Regions from separate parts of the Mus musculus genome. Here region 1 is linked to region 2. A link is a contact called in public promoter capture Hi-C data. All regions are on one chromosome and are shown on one strand. The core of a region is the stretch at or near the end of the contact, and the rest is flanking DNA. Distances in the headings are between cores, read along the strand shown.

Region 1 (4,597 bases), core at 1,612-4,111, 950 kb after region 2:
GAAGCAGCGCCTCAGCTCCTTACCCTGTAGGGTTGGATGGCTTCATCCAGGAACCCCACAGTGTGTGCCTGGTGGGCGGGGCCCTCCCTGCAGAACACGCAGAGCAGCTCCGCGTCTGTCTTACAGAAGAAATAGATCTTCTCTCCGTGCTCTTCACAGTAGGTCTCGCTCAGGGGACCTAGGGACACCGGGGCCACTGCGGCCTGGATTTTCTCCTCTTCTGCCCCCTGACAGAGAGGGCACAGCAGCTGGGCTCCCATTGGGGTGCGCGGGAGGCAGAGTAGGCAGACAGTGTGTCCGCAGGCTGTGGTCACCGCATCCTGCAAGGGTCGGGTGCAGACAGGACAGGCTACTTGGTGAAGTCCCCGCAGGGACCGGGTTGAGGGCATCACCGTGCCTTCCCCTGCCTGTCCACAGTCTTCTGACTCGGTCCACTCCAATTTCCTTTCCCTGAAACTGAGTCACTTTTAAGTGCGTCACTGTCACAGAAGCAAAGGAATCGGAGGCTGAAAGAAAGGCAGGAATGTCAGCTCAGCGAGGTCACCTGGCTGCCACGCCCAGAACCCAGCAGCTAAGCAGGTCCAAACTCCAGGGCGTCTTGACTACCCAGCGTTTCCCAGGGGCAGGCAGGTGACCTAGCTCTCCACTCCTGTCGCCTTCGGTCCCTTGGGTGGGGAGCAGCGTATTGCATCATGAGGTCACTTGGAAATGGGGTTTCCTGGAATCTCTTGGCTACAGAGAGGTGAGGCCATTGGGGAGGAGCCGCTTCCTGTCACGCTGGGCAGGTGAGAGCCATAGTTCAGGCTAGGAGGCTGGCAGTGGCATCAGAGTCCAGCCTGTGATGTTGAGACTGACCTCGAATTTCGAGCCCAAATGCACGTTCCCCTCGTCTGGCAATATGCACTCACCACCACCTCCACCACCACCACCACCACCCCAAGAAATTACTCCAGAACAACCAATTTAATAACAACTCATTGGGACAAGTGTGGAGAAAGAGATACAAATTGAAAGGCAAAGAGGATTTCTAAGGATCAGAGAGTTTGACAGCCACAAGACAGAAGGCATTGGGGTATTTGGATTCCAGCTCTTCCCAAAACTGGGTCAGAGATCAAGCCGCCAGGGTCCCTGGGCATTCTCCTGCCCTGTGGACAAGCTGCCAGGATCCCTAGGCATTCACCTGCCCTGTGGACAAAGCCAGACCCTCGTGCTCACCAGGTCTTTTTATCCCACCTATTTTCATGTTTCACACACCCCTTCTTCCTGCCCTACCTTCCCACTTGACAATGCATCCTTAGAACAGCTGTCTAATTATATGTGGTCGGCCCTGGCTGAGATGTGCTGTTTGTATAAACGATTTCACATCACTACAGAGACATGTGATATATCGCTAGTATTTCATGTTGACTCTATGCTCAAAAATATTTTTGGAAACATTGGACTAACTTAAATATACTACTAATATTTACTTTTTGTCTTATAATATTTTTCTCACCCTTATTATGAGAAACATTCAAATTTATTGATAGTGTGGAGAAATAGTGGCATGAATGCCTTTGTGCATTTTTGAATTTTGTAAGTATTGGGCCATCTGCTCTCTCTTCCATAAATACAACATATATCTCCTCAGAGTGAGGAATTCATCCACACAACCACGGTGTCATTAAAAAATTTAACATGGGCCGGTGTGATGCCGCATCAGGTAAAAGCAACTGCTGCCAAGCCAAAGACCTGAGTTCTAGCCCTGGGACCAACATGGTTGAAGGCAAGAACTCACTCCACAAAGTTGTCCTTTGATTTCTACATTTATGCCAGAATACGAGCGCGCAAGCGCGCGCACACACACACACACACCTACACATGCACACATGCACACACATATATACACATGCACACACACCTACACATGCACACACATACACACATATACACAGTAATAATAAAAACTATATAATTTAAAGAACTTTAGCAATCTATTAGTGAGTTTACTGTCAGTATTCAAAATACCCGGTTTCCCAATAATGTCCCTTTATATATAATTCTGTTCCATTGGGGCCCAGCTCATATTGGCAACCAGAAACATTTACATTGCATATATGTGACTTTCACTGATTGTTTTTTTCCTCAAGACACATTTCACGTAGCTCAGACTGGCCTCTGAGCTGCTATACAAGCAGAGGCTGGTCTTGAGGACTCCTGATTCTCCCATCTCTGGATAACAGGTGCTGAGATCACAGGCATGTGCCACCATGTCTGTTTGTCCTTTGGGTTTCTGGTAGACTGAATCTCCTGGAAGACACATAGCTTTGACTTGCAGATAGATCACAGTCACCTGCACTCTGTTGGTTCCCCTTGGATGAGTGGAGGGAACCTGGAGGAGCTTGCAAAATGGAGGTCCAAACAGCAGGATGTGATAGAGCCAAGGTGGAATTAAAAAAAAAAAAAAAAAACTGTTTAAAGTGCTTCCGTCTATCAGTGGGAGATATGTAGTCATGGTAATAAATAAATAAATAAATAAATAAATAAATAAATAATGCTGGCTCTATTTTTCCTCCCTCATACGTTTTTTGTTGTTGTTGTTGTTGTTGTTGTTTTTGTTTTTTTTTTCCCTTCTCTCGGCCCTCTTTTAAAGCCTGTTATAGGACCATGGAGGCATCACCACAGTTCCTTGTGCTGTGCACACCCCAGCTCAAGAGCCTTATCTGAGTCCCCACACTCCCCTGGCCACTAGCCTTGTACTGGCTGATACCTCCAATCTCCCTGGAGACAGGTGGCTATGTTTAAGAGCTGGGGTGGCAGTAGCTGTGAGTCAAGCTCCTCCCTGCCCCTGAAGAAAAGATCTCTTTCAACAGTGGTCTGCTGAGAGACTGTGAGCAGCTTCGGGTGGACAGAAAGTTGCAGTGAGCTCCAGGCCATGGGAACTGGTCCAGAGAGTTAACTTATGGTGCTTTGAGCCCCTGGGCCTTCCTCCTCTATTTCTTCACCTATGCTGTTGGCAGGAGTGTGTCTGCTCCTGGGAGAGCAGGACAAGGGGCTCTGGTGCCAGAGATGTAACTGGGTCCCTTGTCCCAGTGTGGGTGACTATGTTGGTGTTCAGGCCTGATGTGGGTGTGGAGGGTGAGCAGAGACGGTGACTTCCAGCGTCAGAAGGCCTGGTAGGATTGACATGGCCTCAGCTCCTTCTGTGACTAGCCTGGCAGATGAGGTCAACTGCCCCATCTGCCAAGGCACCCTGAGGGAGCCAGTCACCATTGACTGTGGCCACAACTTCTGTCGTGGCTGCCTCACTCGCTACTGCGAGATCCCAGGTCCAGAATCAGAGGAGTCCCTCAGCTGCCCGCTCTGCAAAGAGCCCTTCCGCCCAGGGAGCTTCCGGCCCAACTGGCAGCTGGCCAATGTGGTGGAGAACATCGAGCGCCTTCAGCTGGCGTCCACGCGAGGCCTGGAGGTGGAGGATGCCTGTCCGGAACACGGGGAGAAAATCTACTTCTTTTGCGAGGAGGATGAGGCACAGTTGTGTGTGGTATGCCGCGAAACCGGACAGCATGGGGCTCACACTGTGCGCTTCCTGGAGGACGCAGCAGGTCCCTACAGGGTAGGAGAGGATCCCTACAGGGTAGGAAGGGGCTCTGGGGCACCCTTGAGAGAGCTGGATTGGACTAAGGGAAGTAGAAAGGTGGTGTGGATTCTGGGCTGGAAGGAGCATCCGGACTCCAATTTTTTTTACCTTATTTGATCAGCCAGGCACATACTGAAGCACAGAGAAGCACGGAGTTATAATTAAGAGTTCTATGTTGTTTCCTTGTGGACCATAGTAAATCCTTTCTGAACGGATGAACCATCAAACGTGTGTGTGTGTCCTGTATCAGTTAAGTGTGCTTGAAGTTTGGATTTTAGGGAATGACAGTGCTTGTTTATGTACAAGAGTGAACGCCTTGTTTGTGGAGGGATGGTCTGAGTGTGTTCTGTTTGAAGCGTGTAACTGAATGGGCTGGTTGGGTGAATATTTGTGGCATATACTTTTTTATTTTCCATTAAGTGAGTGCATTGCTGGTTTTAGTTGCTTTTATACCATATTTTGTTATGAGCAGGCATTTGTATGTATGATGTAGCAATTTATTAGTGATCTTTTCATAGTGAGACCAGCTTGCCTCAGACTAATTATATAGCCTAGGATGACCTTGAATTTCTGATTCTTCTAGTTCTACCCCTGGATGAAGGGATTATAGGCATATGCTGCCACACTCGTTTGATGCAGGGTTAGGAGTCCTGTGCATGCTAAGCAAGCGCTCTAATAACTGAGCTACATCCCCAGCTTGTCTGTATGTATTTCTAAACACACATACACACATAGATATTTATGTGTTTGCTTGTTCCTAACTCTAATCTAGAACAATTTATAAAACTGGGCATCAATTATTTTTGCATCTAAATTTCTTCTCACCTTGTGTACCATTTCTAGATTATTGGTTCTAGTAAAAAGGGAGACGTTGTTTGCATGTATTTCCTCTGGGTGACATGATTTCAGTTCCAGCTAAGAACATGTGGAGCTCATAGGTAATACTTGGCAGATGCAAAAGTAGGTAGCTGTTTAACG
Region 2 (4,573 bases), core at 581-3,080:
CAAGGCCAGCCTGGTCTACAAAGTGAGTTCCAGGACAGTCAGGGCTATACAGAGAAACCCCGTCTCAAAATACCAAAAATAAATAAATAAAAAGAAAACACAAAGATTAATAATGGAGAGCTGGGCATGATTCATACAGATGAGAAAACCCCAAAGTCGCTGCGCTGATCAGTTTCTTAAAATGCTGCAGGTCAACATTCCACAGAGCAAAACAAATTTGCGTCCTAACGCTAGCTTTAAAGCCACCAAGCCTGTTATTACTTCGGTGGTAACCTCTGTCACTACTCTGTAGTCCCATTTTAGGGAGTGGCGTCGAGACAAGCCTTCCTATTCCTCCCTGCCCTGCGGAGAACCTCCAGGGTGGTGAGTACCTGAGGCTAAAGGGCAATCTCAATCCAGAGAGCAGAATGATCTCAAGCATGCTCTGATGGGGAAATGACGTGTGACGAGGTGGAGTAGGACTAGTGTACTTGCTTTTAATTCCATAATCTGGGAGGGAGAGGTAGAAAGCTCAGAAAGTACCTATGAGACCAACCTGGGCTGTCTCCCGAACACCGGGGAAAATCCTTAAAATAGGGTCCTTTGCTAAAAAAAAAACAACAACAACAAAAAAAAACCAAACACGTCCTGGGTGCCACTTCAGGCACCAACGACCTGGTTACAAACTGCCCATTTCCACAGGGGCAACCCCACCATTTAGTTCTTTTGCCTAATGGTAGTCGGGAGACGACGATGATAACCCGTAACCCTGGCTCTGACCCGAACGCTCGGTAGTTAGAAATCGCGCGCCGTAGGGGACGGAGGCTGGTGCAGGGCTGACACGTAGACATGTGGGAAAACCCATGCCCCTTGACTCCTCCTAATGGAAGGAAGATCGAAAGTATAGACACCACGGGGAGGTAGAGAAAACCCCTCCAACGTTTTACCTGAGCTACATAGGAACTTCGTAAGAGTGTAGGAACCAGCTTTAGAAGCGTGTGCCGCAAGGGGGCAGCCATCTTGACGCACACCGGACGTACGGCCTGCCGGAAGAGCGACTGCGCATGCTCGGGACACGCACTAGGGTGGGCCAAGGACACGCCCCGCAATGCGGAAGGCGGCTGCTCACATGTCTAAGGGCGGAAGCGTCAAGGGGCGGGGTCCACAGACGCGAATTTAAACTGCGTCACAATCGAACCAGCCTTCAAAATTGCATTTCTCCCGGACCAGTCACGATGAATCCTAGATTCCATGGTTAGTGTCTAACATGAAAGCAGATTTGATTGCGATTTTAACCAGGGTGCTCCCAGTGCGCATGCGTCGGGCCGTTTCGGCCAACCGAGGGCGACCCCGGGTCGCCGGAGCGGAAGTGGTGGAGGCAGAGGAAAGGGAGGTGCCGGACGCGGCGATCACGCGCTGGCGTAGAGGTGATAGCAAGGAGACGGAAGAGGGGAACCGAGGGAAGGGGGCTTCGGGAAGGTGGAGGAGGGACGTCCAATCCGCGGGCGACCCGGCTCGCACGCTGGCCAATCAGAGTTCGCCTCGCGCACAATGTGTCCCGGCGAGGGCGGTTCTCCATCACGTTAGGGTGCGTTGGGCGGTGGCCGGGTATAAAAGACTCCGCCCGAGCGGGCGGCCGCCATTCTGGGGTTCGTTTAGAGGTAAGTTTGGGTGCTCCGTCGCTTTGGAGGGTAACGTTTTGCCGAGAGCGGGCCGGGGGAACGGGGTGGTTTCGGATTTAATGGGCAGCCACGTTTTTCCCTAATGCGGCTGCGTCCTGCGACAACTTTGAAACGTTTAAAGGCGACCCGTACTGATTACACCTTCCTCCTTTTGTGTTCCTTTTACCCCAGGTTGAATTTTCTCGGAGAAAGACAGGCCGGCCATCAGGAAAACAAACAAGCCTCAGCAACATCTAAACCCTTGAAAGGATCCTGAGAGGGGGGAAAGGGAAATCAGCCACCAGCCCAACCACTCGTGTCTTCTGCCCCTCCCCACCTATCTTGCCCACCCCACCAGCCCACGCTGCTTGGGACTTGAGATCTGTGGCCGAAGGACCGTCACCACATAACTTCAAAAATAATCAACCACCTTCCCTGCCCAAACCTACCCAATCTCACTCATCCAGCATTTCCGTTTTGGAATCCACTCAGACTTTTTTTTTCAACGACCCCCTCTCCCTAAATGGAGTTGGGCGGGGGGGAAATGAAAACTGAGTTGGTCTTTACTTTTTTTAAAAGAGACTTTTTGATCCAATGAGGCCCCACAAGTAACTGAGTTTGGGTCCTGGTTGGTTGCTTTATTTTTTTTCCTCCAAAATTTTACCCCTCCCCCCTGAGCCCGAGGTGCTGACGTCGCAAAAAAATTGGATAGTAAGTGTCGAATTTTCAAAAACCAGCCTTGAACAAGAAATCAACGTTTCCCGTTGTGAAACCAAAAATAATGAGAGGAAGAAATGAGACCATAGAACAAATGTAGAGTACTGGAGAGAAGGACCAATCGGGTCTCTTAAATCTCCATTAAAGGTCCTGTGGGTCTAAACAGTCTTTGTTCTCTCTCCCCTACCACCTGCCTCTTCCCTGCTGTGGAGCAGGCAAGGGAGAGGGTGAAGGGAGGGCCAGCCAGTGAGGATTTTGACGGTTAACCCTTGATAATCCAGCAGATTTCCAGACTGCCAGAGCATAAGCCTTTGCGATAATAAGGAGGAATGGTTACCTTCCTCTGGTTAGCAGTCTTCAAAAGGGTTAATGAGCTCACATACAAAAGATGGTGGATCTTGTGGCCCAGAAGTCCCACTTCTTTGTGTGTGAGACAAGCAGAACGCCTTTCAATTTGCCAGATTAATAAGCAATCTGTACATAAAGATTGCAGGGTAAGGAGATGGGCAGAGAAATATTAGCTGGCTATGTCTTTAAAGTGACTGTTAAATCCTCTCTATTTTAATGTAATTTGCTTGGGATATATTGTGTGGTTAAAATAGGTGGCAATCTAGGAATAAAGATTGCAAGACACTTAAATTTAGGGCAAAAATCATAGTAACAAGTACATACAATAACATTTGGGGAGGTAAAGAATGTCTTGTGATTGTTTCAGCTTGCATAGGTTATTTAAAGGCAAAAGTGATTAACATTTTAACTTGATACTTTTTTAGTGGGTGGTGGATACAGCTAAGAGGGTGGAAAGGTTGGGAAATGTGGAACTCAGGAGTATAATTTTAAAAGCCATTAGTGCATTTGAATGCTATCTTTCTAGAAGATTGTGTCGTTAAAAGATTTTTTTTTTCCTCCCTGCTTCAAATATGGCGACTTTTCCTTGCTTGTCCTTTTGTCTTGCAAGCGGCGTTGCAGGTTGTGTCTTGACCCATTTTTCTCCTGTCCTCCCCCCTCGGTCCTATTTGTTGAGGGGTCCAAGTCCTACCACTTGGCTTTTGTAGGGAGGATTGGGATGGTCGGCGGTAGTAAGTTGAATTTTAGTTGCAAATTCAGATTCTTATCCCGCAGAAAATTGTATATTAATTGATTTTATTTTCAGTAATAGGCTCTTAAACTGATTTAAGATAGGTCAAGTTGAGGGTGGTGGTCAGAGGGATGGCTTCTGTTTGTTTTTTGTTTTTGTTTTTTTAACTTAGTGCCTTACAGTGTTAAGTAAAGCTACCGGCAGATCTGCCCGGCCTTTTAAATTTTGAATCTTCTCCATAACAAAATGGCGTCCCTCTCCTTTGTTTTTCTCCTTTGCCAGTCAGCTTAGGGCTTCCCTAGACGCTTGGTCAAGGGGGTGGAGCCACCGTGAAAGGTGATGTAATCAGCTTGCTTCCTCTGAAGACTCCGCCCCCAAGCAGCTGTCTTCTCTCCCTTTGCAGATTGCTGTTGGGGAGAATACGTTTTGGGTTTTTTTTTTTTTTTTTTTTTTTCTTGTTTCTTTTATCTTATATGATAAATCTTCCAGGGATAAAAGCTTAATGAGCACTAGGGATGGAGGCTGTCCAGGTCCTTGTGTATGTAGCTCTAGGTTTTGTGTTAAAAGTCAGCCCATTGCCTTGGTTTCACCTTCCACTCATCACAACTGCTTGGACCTATTCCGTGCTTCAGTGGACAGGGGTGGAAAAAAGCTCAACCCCGACTGCTTTAGAGAGACTTGGGCAAGACGCAGGGCCTGAGGGAACTGCAGTGTGCCATGCTGTTCAGGAAGGGTCCTTACACTACCTGGGTATTGGTTGCTTTGTAACAGTCTGGGGAAAGGGTGGGTACTGGTAGGACTTTCTTGTAAACCATCCTTATTCTCACCTCTCAGTTTGGGGATAAACTCTTTGTGCTCAGTGCCATCACCTGCAGTTGCTTAGTTCCTGTATGTTGGCACTAGGATGAGAAGTGAATCTTTAGGAAAGGAGGCTGCAGTTTAAACTCGAGGCAGGGGGAGTCAAGCTACGGTTTCTGGTAAGCAAAACATTTCTGGTATTACATTTCACAACCTTTCTTTTTCCCAAAGAGCCACCTTTTCGAATTTCTTTTTTCCTTCCTTCCTAAAAAGAAATTCTGTTAAAGCATCGAGGAAAGGAATGTCCTCTTTTCCTCCCTGCTGAGTGCTGGGGCTGCCG

The links. Promoter capture Hi-C pulls out the DNA fragments that hold promoters and counts their contacts.
Region 1: a promoter capture Hi-C map of erythroid cells shows a contact between it and region 2, with 12 times the contacts expected there. The contact joins the promoter of Trim10 here to the promoter of Ppp1r10 in region 2. A contact is called at or near these places in 2 of 39 promoter capture datasets (erythroid cells and hippocampal neurons) and 1 of 115 datasets of contacts at active chromatin or transcription factors (pancreatic cancer cells).

The regions. Positions count from the first base shown.
Region 1 is chr17:36,866,713-36,871,309 of GRCm38.p6, forward strand. It overlaps Trim10 (tripartite motif-containing 10), which reads left to right and starts at 2,862. Exons shown (of 7, transcript NM_011280.2): 1 at 2,862-3,595. The coding sequence starts at 3,167. Trim15 (tripartite motif-containing 15) reads right to left here and starts at 475. Exons shown (of 7, transcript NM_001024134.2): 1 at 24-475. The coding sequence starts at 389.
Region 2 is chr17:35,915,366-35,919,938 of GRCm38.p6, forward strand. Ppp1r10 (protein phosphatase 1, regulatory subunit 10) reads left to right here and starts at 1,831. Exons shown (of 19, transcript NM_001163818.1): 1 at 1,831-2,351. It overlaps Mrps18b (mitochondrial ribosomal protein S18B), which reads right to left and starts at 1,075. Exons shown (of 7, transcript NM_025878.2): 1 at 927-1,075. The coding sequence starts at 998. It overlaps Mir1894 (microRNA 1894), which reads left to right and starts at 2,524; the gene lies at 2,524-2,604.